Linked DNA regions of Mus musculus: all the other regions are linked to region 2. A link is a contact called in public HiCAR-type and promoter capture Hi-C data. All regions are on one chromosome and are shown on one strand. Each heading gives the region's core, a stretch centred on a gene start, on an enhancer-like site or on the middle of the called end of the contact. The rest is flanking DNA. Distances are from core to core; before and after follow the strand shown.

What was found. Promoter capture Hi-C pulls out the DNA fragments that hold promoters and counts their contacts. HiCAR-type assays count read pairs that join an accessible place to other places.
Region 1: a contact with region 2 is called in a HiCAR-type map of kidney, with 2.6 times the contacts expected there. The contact joins the promoter of Kif12 here to the promoter of Hdhd3 in region 2. A contact is called at or near these places in 1 of 39 promoter capture datasets (the C10 cell line), 2 of 115 datasets of contacts at active chromatin or transcription factors (double positive thymocytes and kidney) and 1 of 9 other capture datasets (adipose tissue).
Region 3: a promoter capture Hi-C map of liver shows a contact between it and region 2, with 2.1 times the contacts expected there. The contact joins the promoter of Ambp here to the promoter of Hdhd3 in region 2. A contact is called at or near these places in 1 of 39 promoter capture datasets (liver), 1 of 484 Hi-C or Micro-C datasets (liver) and 1 of 115 datasets of contacts at active chromatin or transcription factors (bone marrow-derived macrophages).

Annotation. Positions count from the first base shown.
Region 1 is chr4:63,170,801-63,173,500 of GRCm38.p6, reverse strand. It overlaps Kif12 (kinesin family member 12), which reads left to right and starts at 1,370. Exons shown (of 19, transcript NM_010616.3): 1 at 1,370-1,521; 2 at 1,615-1,680; 3 at 1,771-1,849; 4 at 2,070-2,182; 5 at 2,272-2,347; 6 at 2,679-2,700. The coding sequence starts at 1,496.
Region 2 is chr4:62,500,866-62,503,565 of GRCm38.p6, reverse strand. Hdhd3 (haloacid dehalogenase-like hydrolase domain containing 3) reads left to right here and starts at 1,366. Exons shown (of 2, transcript NM_024257.1): 1 at 1,366-1,408.
Region 3 is chr4:63,152,825-63,155,524 of GRCm38.p6, reverse strand. It overlaps Ambp (alpha 1 microglobulin/bikunin precursor), which reads left to right and starts at 1,353. Exons shown (of 10, transcript NM_007443.4): 1 at 1,353-1,583. The coding sequence starts at 1,470.

The DNA.
Region 1 (2,700 bases), core at 121-2,620, 670 kb before region 2:
GGGTGTGTGCCTAGTTTTTGTGATATTGGGGACTAGATTTAGGGCTTCATTCATGCTAGGCACTCTGACAAGAGAGCTAGATCTGCCCTTGTCCTTAGTGGAAGGCAAGACTGACACCTGATTGTCCACTGACCTCCACATTTGTGCCATAGTATGTGTGTGCGCACACACACACACACACACACACACACACTCACACACACACACACACACAGAGAGAGAGAGAGAGAGAGAGAGAGAGAGAGAGAGAGAGAGAGAGAGAAAGAGAGAGAGACAGAGAGACAGAGAGACAGAGAGAGACAGAGAGACAAATAGAGATAGAGACAGAGAGAGACAGCGAGAGAAAGACAGTAGGTCTTGACAGTTATACTTACCCCTCTTAATATTCATCTACATGAGTCTTTCCAGGGTCTGACCTTCTCGTCGCCTCCACTGCTAGCCCAGAGTGAAGTCCCAAACTTAGACTGCCCCACGACAGACATTGCCCATGATACCTTCTGTGTTCTCTTTTGCTCCTCTCCTCTTGCTGGTTCAAGAATGGCAACCTGTCAGTTCTCTGTTTGTGACTCTGAGTGCCTTCCTGGTTCTCTGAGGAGGCCAGAAAATGGAGCCCTCACCAGCCCCAAACACCTCTCCATGCCCCATCTTTGCACCTCTTCCCTACCTTACTGAACTGTGTGCTTCACTTTGAGTTCCTCATCTGCCCTCTCACTCCACACACCCCCAGCTTCAAGTCTCTGCACTTCCCCCAAAGACTCCATACCCTTGGGTTATTCCTGCTCCTCTCATCTGCAGCAATAGGCAGGCTTACTTAGGATTTATCAGGCCTGGGATCATCATGGAGACTGGCAGGGAAAAGTGGTGGTGCAGCCTGAGCGTGCTCACAGACATCTCTGCTGCTGTTGCTGCTTTGGTGAGCCAGGCCAATGGAGTTAAACACCACACTGGCTGTGGATTAGCATTAGCTTGCCAGAGGCAGGTGCACCAATATTTAACCAGATGTTGGGAAGCTGATGTCAGCTCAGCCCAGAGGCCAACCAGGCAGCTAGGTTTTCTGTGGTCCTCCACTCCCTGGGCTCTGTGCTAAGGCAAGGTTGAGCTATTAGGAGACAGAGGGTATGTGCCAGAAGAGCCTCGTTCTTTCTCTGGCTCTGTGGCCTTAGCTGAGCCCTTTCCATCCCTGATTTATGTCTTTGAGACACAAGAAGGTGGTCTGGGTAATCCTTTAGATCTCTCTAGAGGAAACTGTCCAAAGCAAAGGATCCTTAGACTCTAGAAACCCCCCTAGCTGGAATGCCCTGGCATGGAACTTCCCACCTCACAGGTGGGGTGGGTAAATCTTTAACTTGCTAGCTCTGGGCAGGCTGCAGTATTTCTGGATGACTGGCTGTGGGAGACTGGGGAGGGAGATGGATATAAGGTGTGTCTGAACAGTCATGCTGTGGTGAGGGTAAGGCATATTAGAAAGGGAAAGAAATCCTGTCCACTACAAGACATGGAGGAACGTGGGTCTCCCGATGGGTAAGTACAACTTGTTTGATGTTGCGGATACCCTGAAGCTCTCCCAGAGGACAGCGACTAAAGGCAGGGGTGGTAATTCTCATGTGGCCACAGAGACCCAGCACGGAACCTGGAGCAAGGGCCAGAAGGATCAGAAACTCCCATTCAAGTGGTGCTCAGGTAAGTATGGGTCCACTAGGAGGCACCTGGGCCAGGAAGGGACCGAAAGCACTATCCGTATAGACCATCTTGTCTGTTTTTGGGTGCCAGGGTGCGTCCCATGAGCACAGTGGAGCTGCGTCGAGGGGAGCAGAGTGCATTGCACTGTTCGGGGACCAGGACTCTGCAGGTAAGAAGCCTTTCCAACCCCGCAAAAGAATCTGAGGAGGAGACCCATGCGTCCAACTGGAGCAACCTTGCTTTAGGACCCCTCTCTGCTTCCGTCTCCCCAGGATTCCCACAGCAGAATGTCCCACCCCTCCTAGTGACTCTGCTCAATCCAGAGTGCCTGCCTTTCCCAATGCACCATCCCTACATGGTGCCTCGCCCCTACTCCATCCTCTCTCAAGGTGAGCCCCGATGTGGCGTTCCGCTTTGGCGCCGTACTGGACGGGGCGCGCACGCAGGAGGACGTGTTCAGAGCTTGCGGTGTGAAGCGCCTGGGTGAGCTGGCGCTGCGCGGGTGAGTGATGCTTGGGCTGCGCAGGGCTTGGGTTCTCACACCGCCTGGAGCCCGCTTCTCAGGCTCAGCCACGTCCTTGCTGCCTACAGTTTCTCCTGCACGGTCTTCACGTTTGGCCAGACTGGTTCTGGGAAGACCTACACTCTGACTGGACCTCCTCCGCAGGTGGGCAGCCTGGTGAAGCCGGGTTGTGGATGGGACTCCGGGCTGGAAGGGGCGTGGATAATGCTGTCCCACCCCATTGTTTCACAGACCTGGTATCTGAGGAACAAAGACAAGGACTTGCAGAGTTTGGAGCCTTTGTGTTCTAATTTGGGCAGCTTCTCTTACTTGCTTTTAGTTAGTTCGTCTGTAGGGTGGCGTGGATGGACTACGAACTGTGAGATTTCAATGAGATTTCAATGGGGCCTGTGGCATGGCTTCTGGAGCATTTAGTGCTCCGCAAAGAAGCTGCCGCTGAAGCTCCTGCTGCAGCCGCAACTGTCTTTGCCCCCAGGGGGAAGGGGTGCCCGTCCCCC
Region 2 (2,700 bases), core at 117-2,616:
TGGCAGCTGACATTGATTATCTTGGAAATCTACTTAAAGCTAGCCTGGATTCTAGCTTTACTAAGTTACTCGTGTCTAGTCTCCAGGGTGGCAGAGTTGGAATCAGAACCTACAGGCTTAGGTTTGAGGTGACCCTGAAAAGAGATACAGTCAGGGATTCCAGGATTCTCTGAAGAACAGGTGGGCCTCTGATGTCCTGGCTATCCTTTCTACCTCCATTTCTGAGGAGCAAGCTTGTTCGGCAAAACCAGTCTGGCAGGTGAGCTGACTGCTCTGTGACTTTGCACTTTGCTTTCTGAGGCCCAGGGAGAGGGAGTTGAGTCCATCTAAAGTCCACAGAGCCAGGAGATAACAGAAGATGTTTTAAGAGGGTACCTGTGGGGGAGGGGAAGAAAAGAGCAGAGGGAAGCCCTCCTGCCCCTGCCCCCCAGCCAATTCCTTGGCAGCACTTACAGCTCATTTCCGTTATGAACTTGGTTTTTGCCTGATCCTCCCATGTTCGCGTAGGCAGGAAACTGACATTTTCCTGCTCTATCCACGCGTCAGACACAGAATACAGGTGCTTACTTGGCACCTCACGAATCAACTAGGTTGAGAGGAAAGCTTTGCTTTTTTGCTTTCAACGGTACTTTTGAATATAAACGTGTATTTCAGTTATGAAAACCGCATTTAAAGGGAAACTCTTCTTTCCTTTAAATGTTTGTTTGTTTTTTGTTTTTTGTTTTTTTACAGAGAGAAACTAGGTTAGACAGACACGGCGGTGGCACGCCCATTATCCCAGCACTTGGGAGGCTGAGGCAGGAAGATGCTCAGGACCCGTTTGCCTGCATAGTGAGACCCTATCTTAAAACCAAGTGTCTAGGTTATTGCAGTCAACAAACTGTGTGTGTGAGACAAGAAGTTCCCTTCTAGAACCAACTGGGGTCTCTCAGAACAGAAAGGGACAGAGCCTTGCTGGAGTCCTCACTGCGTTTGGGGAGCCGGCCTGAGCCCTAACCCCACTCCCCGCCATTGCCATTCCCAAGTTAGTCTAGGTCCCCTAAGTGTCTCCATCCCACGGAGGCGGGGGCCGGGGGATAGAGATGAGAAGCAAAGAGAACACCTGGGTTGTGATAATGAGTATAAGGGCAGTGGGGAGGAACGTGATGAGGGGTGAGACAGTGACCTTAAGAAGCCAGGGGACGGTGAGAGGGCGTGAGACAGGGAGCAGGGAAGCTACGGGGTAACCTAAGGGACAAGAGGCCCAAGACTCAGCGTGGCGAGTGACGGGCGCGAGGGAGGAGCTTGGTGACGCCTAGAGTGGGGCGGGGCGAGAATCAATGGCAAGTCCGAGGGTCGCGAGCTACTGATCGCCTACATAGAGCCGGTGGAGCAGCCGCTGCGTCTCAGGTCTCTTTTCCCGAGCCAGGTGGGTGCGGAGGCCCGGGGCTGGGTGGAGGGTGCTAAACCGTGGGAATCCGTGCAGTCGAGCTGGGGACGCTGGAGGCCAGCCAGCAGTGGACTTGGCCCCGGAGGCTCCAGTCTCGCGTCCCGCTGCTTTTAGGGTAGTCAGTCCTGCAGCGGAGCCCCAGCCCCGCTATGACTTTTGTCCTGAGACATCCAGAGGACTTTCGGAACCAGTCTGGTTCCTGGCTGGGCCTCAGCCTACCTACCTGCTCGATGAGAGCCCTTTTAAAGTTGTCTCACTATTTCGAGCTGACTTAAATCTCTTCTTTGTCACATTTCTTTACGCGCCCCGCCCCCACACCCCTCCTCACCTCTGTTTTGTTTGGCTGCATTCTGAATGAACCCCGGACCCCACAGATTGAAAGACACAGCTAAGCAGTCCCCTCTGTCTGGAGACAAACCTGCAATCAGTCTCTGACTCCAGGCAGAGAACTGACAGTTGGGTATTTGGCACTAATAACTCCAGGGAGAACTTGCAGCTCAGAGCCAAGTTGGAACGGACTGTCTTCTGTCCCACTCTTCCCAGGCTCAACATAATCCAACTTTTAAAAGAATATAAACATGGGTAAGCAAAGGCAGCCCTGGCTAGAGTCTGGACATTTGGGTTCTAATCCAGGCTGTTGGCAGGTTCACAGCCCCTCTCTGGTTCCACCAGCTCCTCACCAGTTATGTTGTTGGTCAGAGTCTCCAGGAACCTTTCTCTTTTTTGACATTACTAGTAATTTTTTTAAATGAAGCCAAGTTGGAAATTTTATTAATAACATTTTAATGCAGGATTAAGCATGAGGGTTAGGGGGGAAAGAAGGACTCTGAGGAAAGTCAAGCATACTCAAATATAAATATGGGTTTCTTAAACAAGGGCACCATTTTCTAATAATTGTAAAAGGGTCATGGGCTGGAGAGATGGCCCAGAAGTTAATAGCACTGCTGTTCTTCCAGAGGACCCAGGTTCGATTCCCAGCACCCATGTGACAGCTCACAAATGTCTGAAATTCCAGTTCCAGGGCATTTGACACCTTCTTCTGGCTTCACAGGCACCAGGCGTGACGGAGGTGCACTTATATACATGGAGGCAAAACCACATACAGATAATGGCAGGCATAACTGCTTCCTGACTTTGACCTACAGGGCTATGCACCTGAGCTCAGCTCTGCCCAGAGCACTAGACTTTGCCCAGCCTCAAGGAAGTTTATATATATTTTTTCTGTATGTTCTTTCCTCGGGATTCCTCAACCTGCTAAGGAAATTCCCTGA
Region 3 (2,700 bases), core at 104-2,603, 650 kb before region 2:
GGAGGAGGAAGGACAATGGCTGGAACCCCTGGAGGAGAGAGAAGAGAGTGGAGAGGGATCATAGCACCATGGACGGGAGGAGCTCTGATGCAAACAGATGTGGGTTTAAAAATCTCCCATTAGAGTATATAAATCTAGAGGCTAGGGATGTTGCTCAATTGGTAGCGCTCTTGTCCAACATGCAGGAAGCCCTAGGTTTAACTCCCCCCACCCCCACCCCCCACCCCCCAGCATAAACCAGGTGTAGCTGTAGTTCATGCCTGTAATTCTAGAACTCATGAGGAGGGTCAGATATTCAAGGCAGAGCTGGCTACAAATCCAGTACAAGGGCAGCCTAGAGCTATATAAGACACTGTCTCAAAAAAAAAAAAATGTTGCAGGTTTTAAATCAAAATGTTACTGTGTTACCTTCTTTAGGCGCTGTTATAAAAAACCCTAAATCATTAGGAATGATACAAAGTGTGTCCTCTCTCCAAACTTCCTTGAACTGGTTTAGTCTAAAAGTATCATCCTGTTGATGGTTCTGGAGCAACTGGAGCGACAGGAACATATATCTTACGGAGGTCACAATGACCCTTCAACTCTTACCACACCCTAAGAACAATGCTGTTGCCTGTTGGCATTCACCCCTTCAACCTTCACCCCAAAGCTAGGATCCAGGTACTTGTGTTAACAGCGTTTATTGGTGAAGAAATGAGCACAGAGGGCTCAGCATTCTTTTCAAGCGCACACAGCAGGAAGACCACAGGAAGCTGCCTGGCTTTGGAGGCTCTGTTCCCTTTCTTACGGTGGAGCCCTAGTGGGTCTTGTCAATCCAGGAGAGTGAAAACTTATATCAGTGAAAGGCATCTGCACATGCTTCTGAGGTGAGCCTGGGGGTTCATCTGGGTACTGATGGTTTCACTGTGGGAAACCAGTGTGGCTCGGTGAAGGGATAGCATCTCTCCCTGTCCTGATTATCTTAATGGCTATGAGAGGTTGGAGACCAGAGGGAGAGTCTTGGGAGGAAGGATGCTTTGCTCTATAGCCAACTTCCCTGGGCCTTAGTTTTGTTATATGAGAAAGAAGCCAGAACCAGGCTACCTGTATCTTCTGAGATCTTGGGGGAAGAACTGGAGGGACAGGCCAGACACTGCCTGACTGCCCCATCCCCTGTTCTCCCTGGGGAAAGTTGACCTTTAATGAAACCTTTCTAGGGTCTGAACTCTATTGTGCTTGGTCAACGTCCCTTCAGAGTCAGTAACCATGGCTTCCTGTCCACAGAGTTGGACCTGGGCTGGGCTGTAGGGATCGATTAGAGCTGGCCCAAGACCCTGATTGGCCTTGGCTGAGCAAAGCAAACACCAAGGTCATCATTTGCCTCCGGATCCTTCCCCAGCCTCAGTTTGTAGCTGCCACTGCCGGGGAAGTAATCCCTGCTCCCACACTGAGCTGTGAGAGAGACATCAAAGACCAAAGACCACAGAGCCATGCAGGGTCTCAGGACCCTGTTCCTGCTGCTGACTGCCTGCCTCGCTTCGAGGGCTGACCCTGCGTCAACACTGCCAGATATCCAGGTTCAGGAGAACTTCAGTGAGTCCCGGGTAAGGCTGGCCTCTCTGGCAGAGGTGATCACAGTGGTGGTATGCCCATGCTCCTGGGCCTTGCCAGCTAAGGCCTGCCTGTCCTGTCTTGGGAGTACTCATCTTTCCTATCTTGTAGATGGCATCTCAATCTCTAGGAGACTTTCCTGGCCAGGCTGTTAGGTTATTCTGAGATTCTCTGAAGATACAGCTCCCTCACCTGCCATTCATTCTTTGGGGCCCCCTGTAAGCCTAGTGCCTTCCAAATCTGCGCTGTCCTCATGGGTCCCCAGAGGAATCCACATATGGCAGGTGGCATAGGGTGGACATGAACCTGTGAGCTTTGTGGACAGGCTTGTGGGATTGTGTGAGGAAGAGAGGTAGGACACTGGTTGATGGGATTGGGGAAATTACGAAGTGTGAGTCTAAGGGCACCTTGGCCTGTGGCAGACATGTCACTATGTGTCTATGCATATGTGTCTATGTGCAAATATTTTTGTTTGCATACACATGCCCTTGCATGTACGTGTGTGTGTGTTGTAGAGTTACATGCTTCCTTCCTTCCTTCCTTCCTTCCTTCCTTTCTTTCTTTCTTTCTTTCTTTCTTTCTTTCTTTCTTTCTTTCTTTCTTTCTTTCTTTCTTTCTTAACAAAGCAACCCCAGCTTTGTCCTGAATCATAAAATTGTCTGTGTAGGGACCCTGTCCACCTCAACGCTGTCTCCATGATCTATCTGAGGGGTTTTCAGAACACTCCCGGTGATTTTCTATACCTTAGGACAAGGAACAGGTGTGCTGGAGGTCCAGGGGCTGGAAGGTCAGCTCTATCTGACTGCTGTCAAGAGGAAGAGGTGGTTGACTGGTCCCAGAAGGTCCCACCAGGTTTGTAGGGTCTCCATGGCACTTCCGCTGGCTGCCTCACAAGGTGGCAGACACTGCCATGAAAGGTGTAAAACCCAAGCTTCATTTTCCAAGGCAGCGATAGCTGGTGACCTCAGAATATGCAACCTGGACTCTACCTACTCACAGGGGCATCTCAGACACTTTACTTCTGTGGAGCAGACCTTGTGTAAGGAAGGGGGACTCTGCACACCTCTGCCCTAAATATGCTGTACCTGGAACTCCACTGTCACCTTGAGA